Linked DNA regions of Mus musculus: region 1 is linked to region 2. A link is a contact called in public promoter capture Hi-C data. All regions are on one chromosome and are shown on one strand. Each heading gives the region's core, a stretch centred on a gene start, on an enhancer-like site or on the middle of the called end of the contact. The rest is flanking DNA. Distances are from core to core; before and after follow the strand shown. Region 1 holds the start of Klhl35 (kelch-like 35). Region 2 holds the start of Mogat2 (monoacylglycerol O-acyltransferase 2).

The links. Capture Hi-C pulls out chosen DNA fragments and counts their contacts.
Region 1: a contact with region 2 is called in a promoter capture Hi-C map of pancreatic islet. The contact joins the promoter of Klhl35 here to the promoter of Mogat2 in region 2. A contact is called at or near these places in 12 of 39 promoter capture datasets (the 3T3-L1 cell line, the C10 cell line, the SN4741 cell line and 5 more), 1 of 15 datasets of contacts at CTCF or cohesin (pro-B cells), 26 of 484 Hi-C or Micro-C datasets (the 63-12 cell line, B cells, ECoMG-derived neutrophils and 14 more), 5 of 115 datasets of contacts at active chromatin or transcription factors (bone marrow-derived dendritic cells, embryonic stem cells, forebrain and 2 more) and 3 of 9 other capture datasets (adipose tissue, embryonic stem cells and pancreatic islet).

The regions. Positions count from the first base shown.
Region 1 is chr7:99,462,980-99,467,937 of GRCm38.p6, reverse strand. Klhl35 (kelch-like 35) reads right to left here and starts at 1,934. Exons shown (of 7, transcript NM_028145.1): 1 at 1,834-1,934.
Region 2 is chr7:99,234,749-99,239,886 of GRCm38.p6, reverse strand. Mogat2 (monoacylglycerol O-acyltransferase 2) reads left to right here and starts at 1,276. Exons shown (of 6, transcript NM_177448.4): 1 at 1,276-1,412. The coding sequence starts at 1,322.

The DNA of each region.
Region 1 (4,958 bases), core at 685-3,184, 230 kb before region 2:
GGTGGTGGTGGAACGATTCATAGGAGTCTAGACTATGCAGTGTTTAAGGGATTTCAACTAGGATTGAGTGGTGTTCCATGGCTACCACTGACAGGAAGACCACTCCCAAGTTCTAAAGAGGGACCTTCAGGGAGTTTGCAGAAACTTGGACAAAATGTCTGTATAGGGATGGTCTCTTTGCACGAGCTGTAGTCTCTGGTAAAAGGGTTAAGGCTACCCTACTAGACATGTGTGTGTGTGTGCGTGTGCGTGCATGTGCGCGTGTGTGTGTGCGTGCATGTGCGCGTGTGTGTGTGCGTGCATGTGCGCGTGTGTGTGTTCGTGTCTTCTTTAGATCTCTTGTAGGTACTTTCCCTTGACCAAACTCTCCTCTATAGTAGTGTACTAGGAACTCAGTACTTAGCTCAAGGTCAAGTTCATGTATTATTTAAACTGGTGTTTATTAGAATGTGTGCGCGCGCGCATGTGCTGAACAGTCATAATTCCTGCCTTTCTGGATCTCAGAGCGAGGGCAGAGGTCCTTTGAGAGATCTCAGGAGAATTGGGGGAGCTCAGAAAGGATAATAAACACAGTTGGGGCAGAGATAGGAAAGAGATTCCTGAGATGGGCAGAATTAGCTGTGTAAAAGCAAGAGTGAGAGATGTTTCTAGTCTCCAGTGGGAAGATCCAGGTTCTAGGGACCACATGGAGCTATCATCCTCCTTTAGTCTGGTGTGATCTCACCTAGGCAAGCCACTGGCACCGTTTATGAAACAGAATAGTTAGAGTTCCTAGCCACAGAACTGTAACTATTGGATGAAGTATATAAAATTGCTGCATTTGTAGTATGCCCCAGTCATCGGCTTACCTTTTTACAGCATGGGGTGTGGGTAAGTTGACCCTTAGAGGAGTTGTGAGGAAGCAGCCATATGGAGGGAGCCTGCCCTTGAGAGGATTGCTGTGAGGGTCAGTGAAGGGGTGTGTATGAAAACGCACCACAGATTGCAGGCCGTTCACCCTGGTTAGGACTTGGTCCTTAAGAACACACAGTCAGTACTTGGCCTGGTCTGTAAATGGACCGAGGTCTCCTTTCTGTGGGAACTTACTCCATGGCTCATCTCTGCTTCTTATCTGCCTCTCCCTACCTACATTGTCCCATCTGCAGATCAGCCTGCCTCTCCTAGCCTATGCAGGACCATGTAGGTGGATCCCTTGCCTCAGAGTCATAAGAAATAAGTTCCTGGTGGACAAGGACTGTAGCCCAGATAGAGGCTGCCAGCCCAAGTCCACCATGTACCTGGAAGCCCTTGCCAGGGGGGAGGTGAGTCCTCAAGGAACGACCAGGCGTACACAGAGGGAAATGAGACAGGTTGTCAGAGTGCAGCAGGGCTGTCCTTAGCTAGCCTAGGACACAGCTACTCTCTAGGCTGAGACCCAGGAAGGCAGGTCTCAGCAAAAGGAGTCTGCCTGCTAGTGTGGTGGACTGTGCCAATACTTACGCATTCTACTGCCACCTCTGTCCTAGGCTGAGGGAACTGTAGGGACACGATAGTGGGAGACTCAGTTTCCACCATGGAGTCTATCGTCTGGGAGTCCAAGGATGCATGAGAAGTTAGGGATTCTGTCAGCATTCTTCCATCTCAGAGTCTCAGCCTGTGAAACTGGCTCAGTGAGCCACTATCCTGCTCTTACCCCGGATACACACACACACACACACACACACACACACACACACACACACCTCCACCCCCACATACACTCTTACACACCACACAGGCTCACACTTTGGGTGGACGCCCCTCAGAACAAGACACCACTTTAGCCAACTGCTAACCCAGGTACTTGGCTCTTACCTGGCCACGCCCTCTTCCTGGGACTGCTTCTCTGGCAGAGCTGCTCCTGTCTGTGCCTGCCGCTTGCCAGCTCTGCCTGCTTGCCTTGCAGCCTGAGCTGATTTTATTCTCGCTTTGCCTAGACTCCCACTTGGGCTCAGCTGCGGGAGGACAAAGGGTCTGTCTGGGCGCCAGGGGGGGAGGGGAGGAGAGGGAGCCGGTAGGAATGGGCACTGGGCTTTTGTTCCACTCTTGGGCCAGTTTTGGAAGGGAGGAGTGTAGATAAGCGTGGAATTGGTTGTGTGTTATGGTGGGCTGCGGTGTTTTGAAGGTTGGGGTGTCTGCTTCAGGTAGATGGGTGGTTATCAGTGTGTAGGTGTTTCTAGAACTTGTATGTGTGTGAGTGCATACACACAGTGACTGTAGTACTGGGGTGCTTGGGCTCTGGGGACATGTGACTACATAGCTTTGGATGTAACCAAGAATGTGGCTGCCTTTGTTGTGGATCCTGGTTTCCCTTCTGCCTCTTTGTCACCAACTCACACAGGTTCCTCCCTCACAGCGTTCCTGTCACTGTATTTGTGACTGGTCATTTGCATGTCGGGTTTGTGTGTGTAAGGAATGAGTATAAGGTGTCTGTGTGGACAGATGCTCATGCAGGTGTGACCAGGATCTTCTGGGTTGTGTGTATTGTGTGGTGTCCAAGTGGAAAGGACACAGTGGGAGCACGTGTTGGCACTGAGCACATTGAAGTGGATGGAGAGAGAATGGGATGGCTCTGAGTCCACCTGACCTCCCGGAGCCAGACAGTGTGGGTTTAGAGGGTGGTGTGGGACCTCTTGCTGCCTCTGTGAAGGACTGCAGGGCTTGTCACAGGAGCACAGCAATCCAGGGAGGAGGTGGCCTCCAATAGCGTCTGTCCTGTTGTGTCAGGACACTGTCACAGTTGTCATACTGTCACTGTCACAGTGTTGTCACTGGACAACACTGACTACATCGATGCCTGCCCCTCGGCCTGACGTCGCTCATCAGCAGGAGGGTAATGGTGACTCTGCCCTTTGTGTGGAGTTACCTCTGTGTGTTAGAGCCCGATACTGCCTGGCTCAGGTAGGCTTAGAGATCGTGGAAGATGGGAGATATTATGGTTTGGTATGAGTATAGAGTGTCCCCTGGAAGGCTTTATGGCGCCAGAGAGATGGCTCAGAGATAAAGGCACCTGCTTCTATGCCTGAGGATATCTGAAATCCACAAGGTGGAAGGAGAGAACCCATTCACATACATACTTGTAGCACACAGGTACCCATGCACATTCACACATCCGCACATAACAAATAAAAATGAGAAAAATTTAGATCAGGTGTAGTGTGGTACATGCTATTTATTTCAATACTCAGGATCTCTGCAAGTTCTGGGACAGCCTGGTCTACTTAGTGAATTCTGGGATAGCTCAGGGCTATATAGTGAGTCCCTGTCTCCAAAAAAAATTATTTTTAAAGCTCTACAAGTTGGTACCTTGGTCCCTAGGCTGGTGGTACTATGGAGAAGTCTTTGAGCACCTTTCTAATGGGCTCATCCATTAATGGACTAATAATTTGATGGTATTACTGTGAAGTGGCAGAGAGTTCAAGTTGGGGTATAGTTGGTTGGCCCTGTATTTTCTTGCTTTCTGGCTCCTGCCCACCATGGAGTATGTCATTTGTTCTGACACATGCTCCCTGACACCATGATACTCTTCCTAGTAGCAATAGTTAAGTTACCAAGTATTGAAAAATAAATCCTACTTCTTACTATGTTGTTTTACTCTGGTTTTTTGTTCTGGTGGTAAAAATCTAGCGCAGAGCGTGCATTCTCAAGTCCAGCTGAGGTTGTCAGTGGACGCAGCTTGTGCTGACTTTTTTTTTTTAAGACTTATTTATTTATTATATGTAAGTACACTGTAGCTGTCTTCAGACACTCCAGAAGAGGGCATCAGACTTCATTACGGATGGTTGTGAGCCACCATGTGGTTGCTGGGATTTGAACTCAGGCCCTTCAGAAGAACAGTCAGCACTCTTAACCACTGAGCCATCTCGCCAGCCCAGTGTGTTGACTAATTTTATGTCAACTTGACACAAGCAAAAGTCACTGGGGAAGAGAGACACTTAACCGAGAAAACATCTCCACCTAAGTGGCCTGTGGACAAGCCTGAGGCTCATTTTCTAAGTCGGTGATTGATGTGGGACGTCCCATCCCTCGGGTTGGGGGAAGGGTAGGCGGTCCTGGGTTGTATAAGAAATCAAACTGAGCAAGCCATGAGGAACCAGCCAGTAAGCCTTGTTCCTCCATGGTCTCTGCTTCAGTTCCTGCCTTCTGGTTCCTGCTTTGACTTCCTGCCCTGACTTACCTCAGTGACCTGAGAGATGTAAAATGGAATAAACCCATTCCTCCCCAAGTTGTGATGTTTTAGCATAAGAATAGAAAAGTAACCAAGACCTCCGCTCCAGGAAGTGGTAAGCTGCCTGAATGAACTTCTCAGTATAGCGGAGACAGGGCATCATGGGGGCAGGGAGATGGCTTGGCAGGGAAAGGCACAAGCTGCCAAATCTGATAACTTAAGGTCAGTCTCTGGGACCCCGTCATAGGTCCAGTTATTAACCTGACACAAACCCATAGTCACCTGGGAAGGAGCCTCAACTGAAGGATTGCCTTGTAACTGGTTTGTGGCCATGTCTGGGTTTTTGTGTTTTTTGTTTCCTTTTTTTAATTGCTAATTGATGTAAGAGGATTCAACTGTGATGGGAGGTGCCATACTAGCCAGGTGGTCCTGGGCTTCATAAAAGGCATGTGAGCAAGCCACAGGGAGGCGAACCAGCAAGGAGTGTTCCTCCTTGGTCTCTGCTTCAGTTCCTGCCTCAAGCTCCTGCTCTGGAAGACCTGACTCTCACAAGTTTCCCTCTGACCTTCACATCTGTACTGTGACACACACACACACACACACACACACACACACACACACACACACTGTAAAAGGAAGTGAGTGGCTTGAAGACCTTTAGACTTGGGAAGGAGCTGAGGGTTCAAAGAGGCCTGCAGGAGATAGAGGTTCATCTGGACAGAGAAGGCACTAGAGAGGAAGAAGTGAGGCACAGGAGTGTCCAGAAGGTGAA
Region 2 (5,138 bases), core at 27-2,526:
TCTTCTTCTTCTTCTTCTTCTTCTTCAACATAAAACACAACAGGTGTGGCTGGAGGAAAACAATAACTCTAAGGAAACTCTGGCTATAACCTCAGCAACTCAGGAAGTGAAGTTGTCCTTTGCCATGGTGTGAAAGAGTCGAGCTGACCCAGGCAGGGGATGAAAGTTGAGTTCAGTGAGACGTACAAGCTATGATGGATGGTCAAGGAACCACCTGGATCTTCAAGTCTAGACGTGGGGCAGAGAGACAGGAAACAAGCCACCAGCCTGAACACAACCTTCAAGGGGCAAGAGGAATCAAGGATTAGTGGTGTTCACCTCTCATCCCAACTCTTGGGAGGCAGAGACTAGAGGCCAGCTTGATCTACAGTAGGCAGAACAAAGGAGTCCTAGGAAAAGTAGCTTGGGAGCCGAGAGGCAAAAGTGGAGGGAGAGTGTAAGGATCTAAGGTGACTGAGCCTGCTGACCAAAGGAGATGAGCAACCTGACTGTCAGCTTGAACCTGTGAGCAGAGTTTGTGGAATGTTGTAAACGTGTAACGTGTGGAGCTGAGGACCTACACGGTGTGGGGGATGGAAAGACCCTGAACGCAGCCCTGCTGAGTTCTACTGGTTAGTTACAGAGGGAAGGCAGACAGAGGAGATATGGGCACAGGGCTTTCTGATGCCAACTGTCGCAGCTTGTTTGTGAAGGAAGAGCAGAGCAGTGGACCTGTGAGAAAGTGAGGGGATCATTGGGCAGGGCTGAGGGGTCACCACTCCGGTCTCCTTGGGCTGTGGTTCTCAACTTCCTGATGCTGCGACCCCTTAGCACAGTTCCTCATGTTGTGGTGACCCCCCCCCCCAACCATAAACTTATTTGTGTTGTTACTTCATAACTGTAATTGTATTACTGTTATGAATGGTAATGTGAATATCTGATATTCAGGATATCTGATATGCGACCCCTGTGAAAGGATCATTTGACACCCCCTGGGGTCGTGACCCATAGGTTGAGAAGCACTGCCCTTGGGGTTTCACCTCTTTGCGCCCTACCTTGAGCAGATTCTAGAGGGTGGGAATAGTGGTTTGGCAGATAAGGCATTGCCTAAGAGAACTGATAAGGATGAAAGAGGTTTCTCTTCCGCCTTTAGCCTGGTCTAGGCAGAGGGATTACAAGGTACGGGGAAAAAAGGATGTGGCGTGGGCGGAGCAGGAGGGCCCTGGAGCTGGGCTGGGCTGGGCTGGGCTGGGCTGGGGCTGGACTGGGGCTGGCCTGGCCTGGCCCTGCCCCTTCAACCTAGAGCAAAGCCCGTGTGTAGAGCCTCCTGAGCCAGCTCAGCATGGTGGAGTTCGCCCCCCTGTTGGTACCATGGGAGCGCAGGTTACAGACCTTCGCGGTCCTTCAGTGGGTCTTCTCCTTCCTGGCCTTGGGTAAGAGGGTAGCCGCGGGCACACGGGAAGGGCAGGGCAGCCTCAGCGGGAGCACAGGATGCTTAATGGAGAGATTCAGGAGGGGGCTTTGCTGGGGTCTTCCAGAGCCTCGTGTGGGTATGTCTCCCATGTCTTAAGCAGTCTTCAGTTTCCTGGACTTTTGGGACCGCTGCATCCAGGCTTTAGCTGCAAGCTGCTGAGGGCGGGGAAGCACCCGAGGCTGGGTGGCTATGCCTCTGAGAGGGAAGCTCTCCAGTTTACCTTTCGGAAAAAGGGAGCTGGAACTGAGGCCAGGAGAGAAGGGACCGGCCTCTGCTTCCCCAGCTGCATGGTGGGGATGCCAGTGTCACCCTATGGGGGAACTTGTAGAGAAAATGCAGAAAGCTGGGAACTTCTATGAAAGGCAGATCTGACCTGGCTCCTGAGGTGTGGCTCTGTCCCTCTCCACCCTGTAGATGCTCCAGCACCGCTGTGGACCGGGAAGGAAGAGTGGCTGGGAGCACGGGAGGGAGCCTTATCTCCTTTGTTGGTACTAGACTGGGGAAGGACTGCCACCCCAGGACTCAGATTCAGCCCGAGTCCAGATACTACTGCCTGTCAAGACAGTCACATGCTCAGTGCATGCTTCACACACACACACACACACACACACACACACACCCCTCGGGTAACACACGTGTATACGTGTGTATGTGTTCCCACCTCACAATGTTTCATCTATATGGTTTATTCCTGCAAAGTGGGCTTTCCAGGATCACACACCTTTAGCACCCATTTTAAATGGGTCTGTACCTCTGTTCCAGGGTCGGTTACCATTTTAAGTACCCCTGGTAACAACCAAGCAGAGGAATTGCATATTTGAAAGGCCCAGGCTGTGAATCAGGAGCCTGGCAACTGCTCCTTCCAGAGGAAGAAGGGATGGGGGATGGGCAGAGGGCCTGGGAGGAGGTGTGGATACAAGACAGAGATGGCGGGTATAGAAAACAGAGGGCAGGCAACCTAAGCCCAGGGATGGCTTGGGTCAAAGGGCTCCGGAGACCCAGAGCCATGTAGTTTACAGCCACAACCTCACAGGGTCTAATGGACACCAGGCTCGGGTTGCCTCCTGTGTCCTTGAGGACAGGAGTTATGTCTGACTGGGTGAACCTACCCCATCCTTGCAGCCTGGGCCTGGGCCTGCTCTTACATAGACCTGGCAAGACCGAGGAGTGGAGCACAGAAATCAGGGCTCCCCTGAGCCAGGAGAGGACCGACTGGTGCAATTTGAGAAAAGGGTTCTGGGCTCTTTCATGCCAAGAGGGGGAAGTTTTACTTTACCCCTTATCCTGAGGGCAAAGGAGAACAATAGACTCAGCAGGGAAGTGACGAGGTCCAGTCTGGTGTTAAAGGTCCCCTTGCCTGCTGTGTGGGGGATGGGGAGATCAAAGGCGACCAGAGTCTCCACCAGTAGTCAACAAATCAGGGCCAAGACCAGCCCAAATGGTTTTTTTGTTGTTGTTTTAAGTCACAAATTCTGAAATGTCTAAAGTATTTGCTGTCTTGCCTCATTTTTTACCTGGTGATGATGGCGGTGATTTTGGGGCTGAAGGAATGGCCTCAGTGTCTCCAAGGCATGAGGATCTGAGTTTGATCCCCAGAACCTCTGTAAAAAATGTCAGGCATGGTGACACAAACTTGTAATCTTAGCAGAATCAGGAAGACCCCTAGAGCTTGCTGGGGAGGTAGCCTAGCCTAATGGGTGATCTTCAGGCTAGTGAGAGATACTGTCTCAAAAGAAGGTGGAAAGCTTTCCTCTGGCCTTCACACTCATGCATACATGTGGGTGCACACACCCACCCACAGGTGAACATACACACACGTGTCAAAACAGAGAAGTAAGCGGAGGCAGTATGGTGTGTTGCTCACAGACCACTACTTAAGGGAAGTTTTACAGAATAGTGAGGTTTGGGCTGGGGACATGAGTTTGTCAGTGAAGCACTTGCTGCATAAACGTAGGATTAGAGTTTGGATACTGTCTTAGGGTTTCACTGCTGTGAACAGACACCATGACCACAGTAGCTCTTAGAAAAGCATTTAAGTGGGGCTTGCTCACAGTTCAGAGGTTCAGTCCATTGCCATCATGGAGGGAAGCTTGGCAGCGCGCAGGCAGACATGGTGCTGGAGAGGTAGCACTAGGCCTGGCTTGAGCGTCTGATTTGGTGTTGGTGGCCTGCCTATAAGATCAACACAAAGGAAGCAGAGACAAGAGCCCTAGAGCAAGCTGGCTAGCTAGGCTAGTCCAATCATCAGTGAGCCCTGGATGAGAGAGAGAGAGAGAGAGAGAGAGAGAGAGAGAGACTCTGTCTCAATACCAGAGAGTCACAGAGGGATAAAAAAAATAAAGGTAAAGGCCAGGGAGTGATAGAGGAAGACACACTGGCACCTGAACACACATGTGCCCACATATGAACATACATATATATGAACATACATACATACATACATACCCACAAACCACATACACATCAAGAAGAAATACAATGTGATTCTAAAGCCCGCCAGCACTCAGTTTCCCAGGCAGGGAAGTAGCTGGGGAAGTCAATTAGGACCAGGCACCAAAGGCTCAGGCCCCAAGCCAAATGCTTTCCAGATGGGCTACTCATTGCTTCTGTGTCTTTCCTCTCTCACATCTCTCTCGTGGGGGGGGGGTAAGATTCCTCAGTCTTGGTCCATGCTGTTCCTAGATGTTTTTTGTTTTATATTTTATATTGTTGAATGAATGAATGGTTTGAGCCAAGCACTGAATCTCAGGTATTACCCTGCTAGCTTGCTATATGACCTTAGCCAGTGTGCATATACTGAGTCTCTAAAATGTGGGGGTTTAAGACAGACATGATGACACGAGCCTTTGATTCCAGGACTTGGGAGGCAGAAGCAGGTAGATTTCTGAGTTCAAGGCCAGCCTGGTCTACAGAGTGACTTCTAGGACAGCCAAGGCTACAAACAGAGAAACCCTGACTCAAAAACAAAACAAAACAAAACAACAAAAGGTAGGGGTTTTAAAACCTCAGGCTTAGCTGGGCATAGAGGCATATCCCTTTGATCCCAGCACTTGCGGTCTCTGTGAGTTCAAGGCCAGCCTGGTGTGCATAGTGAGTTCTAGAGCAGCCAGAGCTACATTGTAAGACCCTGTTTTAAAAAACCAAAGCAACAATAACAAAAGAAACTGCAAGCTTTTAAAGACCGGGTAAAGGAAGGAAGGAAGGAAGGAAGGAAGGAAGGAAGGAAGGAAGGAAGGAAGGGCTTTCTTCCTAAATTACCAAGCAAAGCCATCTATCTGTGTTTGCTGTTAACAGGGCAGAGAAATAGGCCTGGAGCCAGGATGGCCACGTGGACTTCTAGTTGAGGGGAAAGCCCTCTGTTCTTTCCTAAGCTTTTTTTTTTTTCTTTCTGCAAAAGCAACTCATTCAAACATCATTGAACCCTTAAGTAAAAGACTTCCCACATTCCTCCCCTCCAGGCAGCCACTGTCTAACTGTGAAGTTTTCTTCCTGAGAGAGGGTCTTATCAAATAGGAGCCACTGCAGAGACTTTTGGGTTAACCAAAAGGGAAAGAGCTGTTGCTGTTTTATTGTTTTATTTTTAAGGTTAAAACGCTGGGGTTCGGCGGGGAGGGTTGGGAATGTGCTTGTTGTGCAAGCGTGAGAGCCTGAGTTGATTCCCCAAGCCCACGCACCAAGCTGGGTA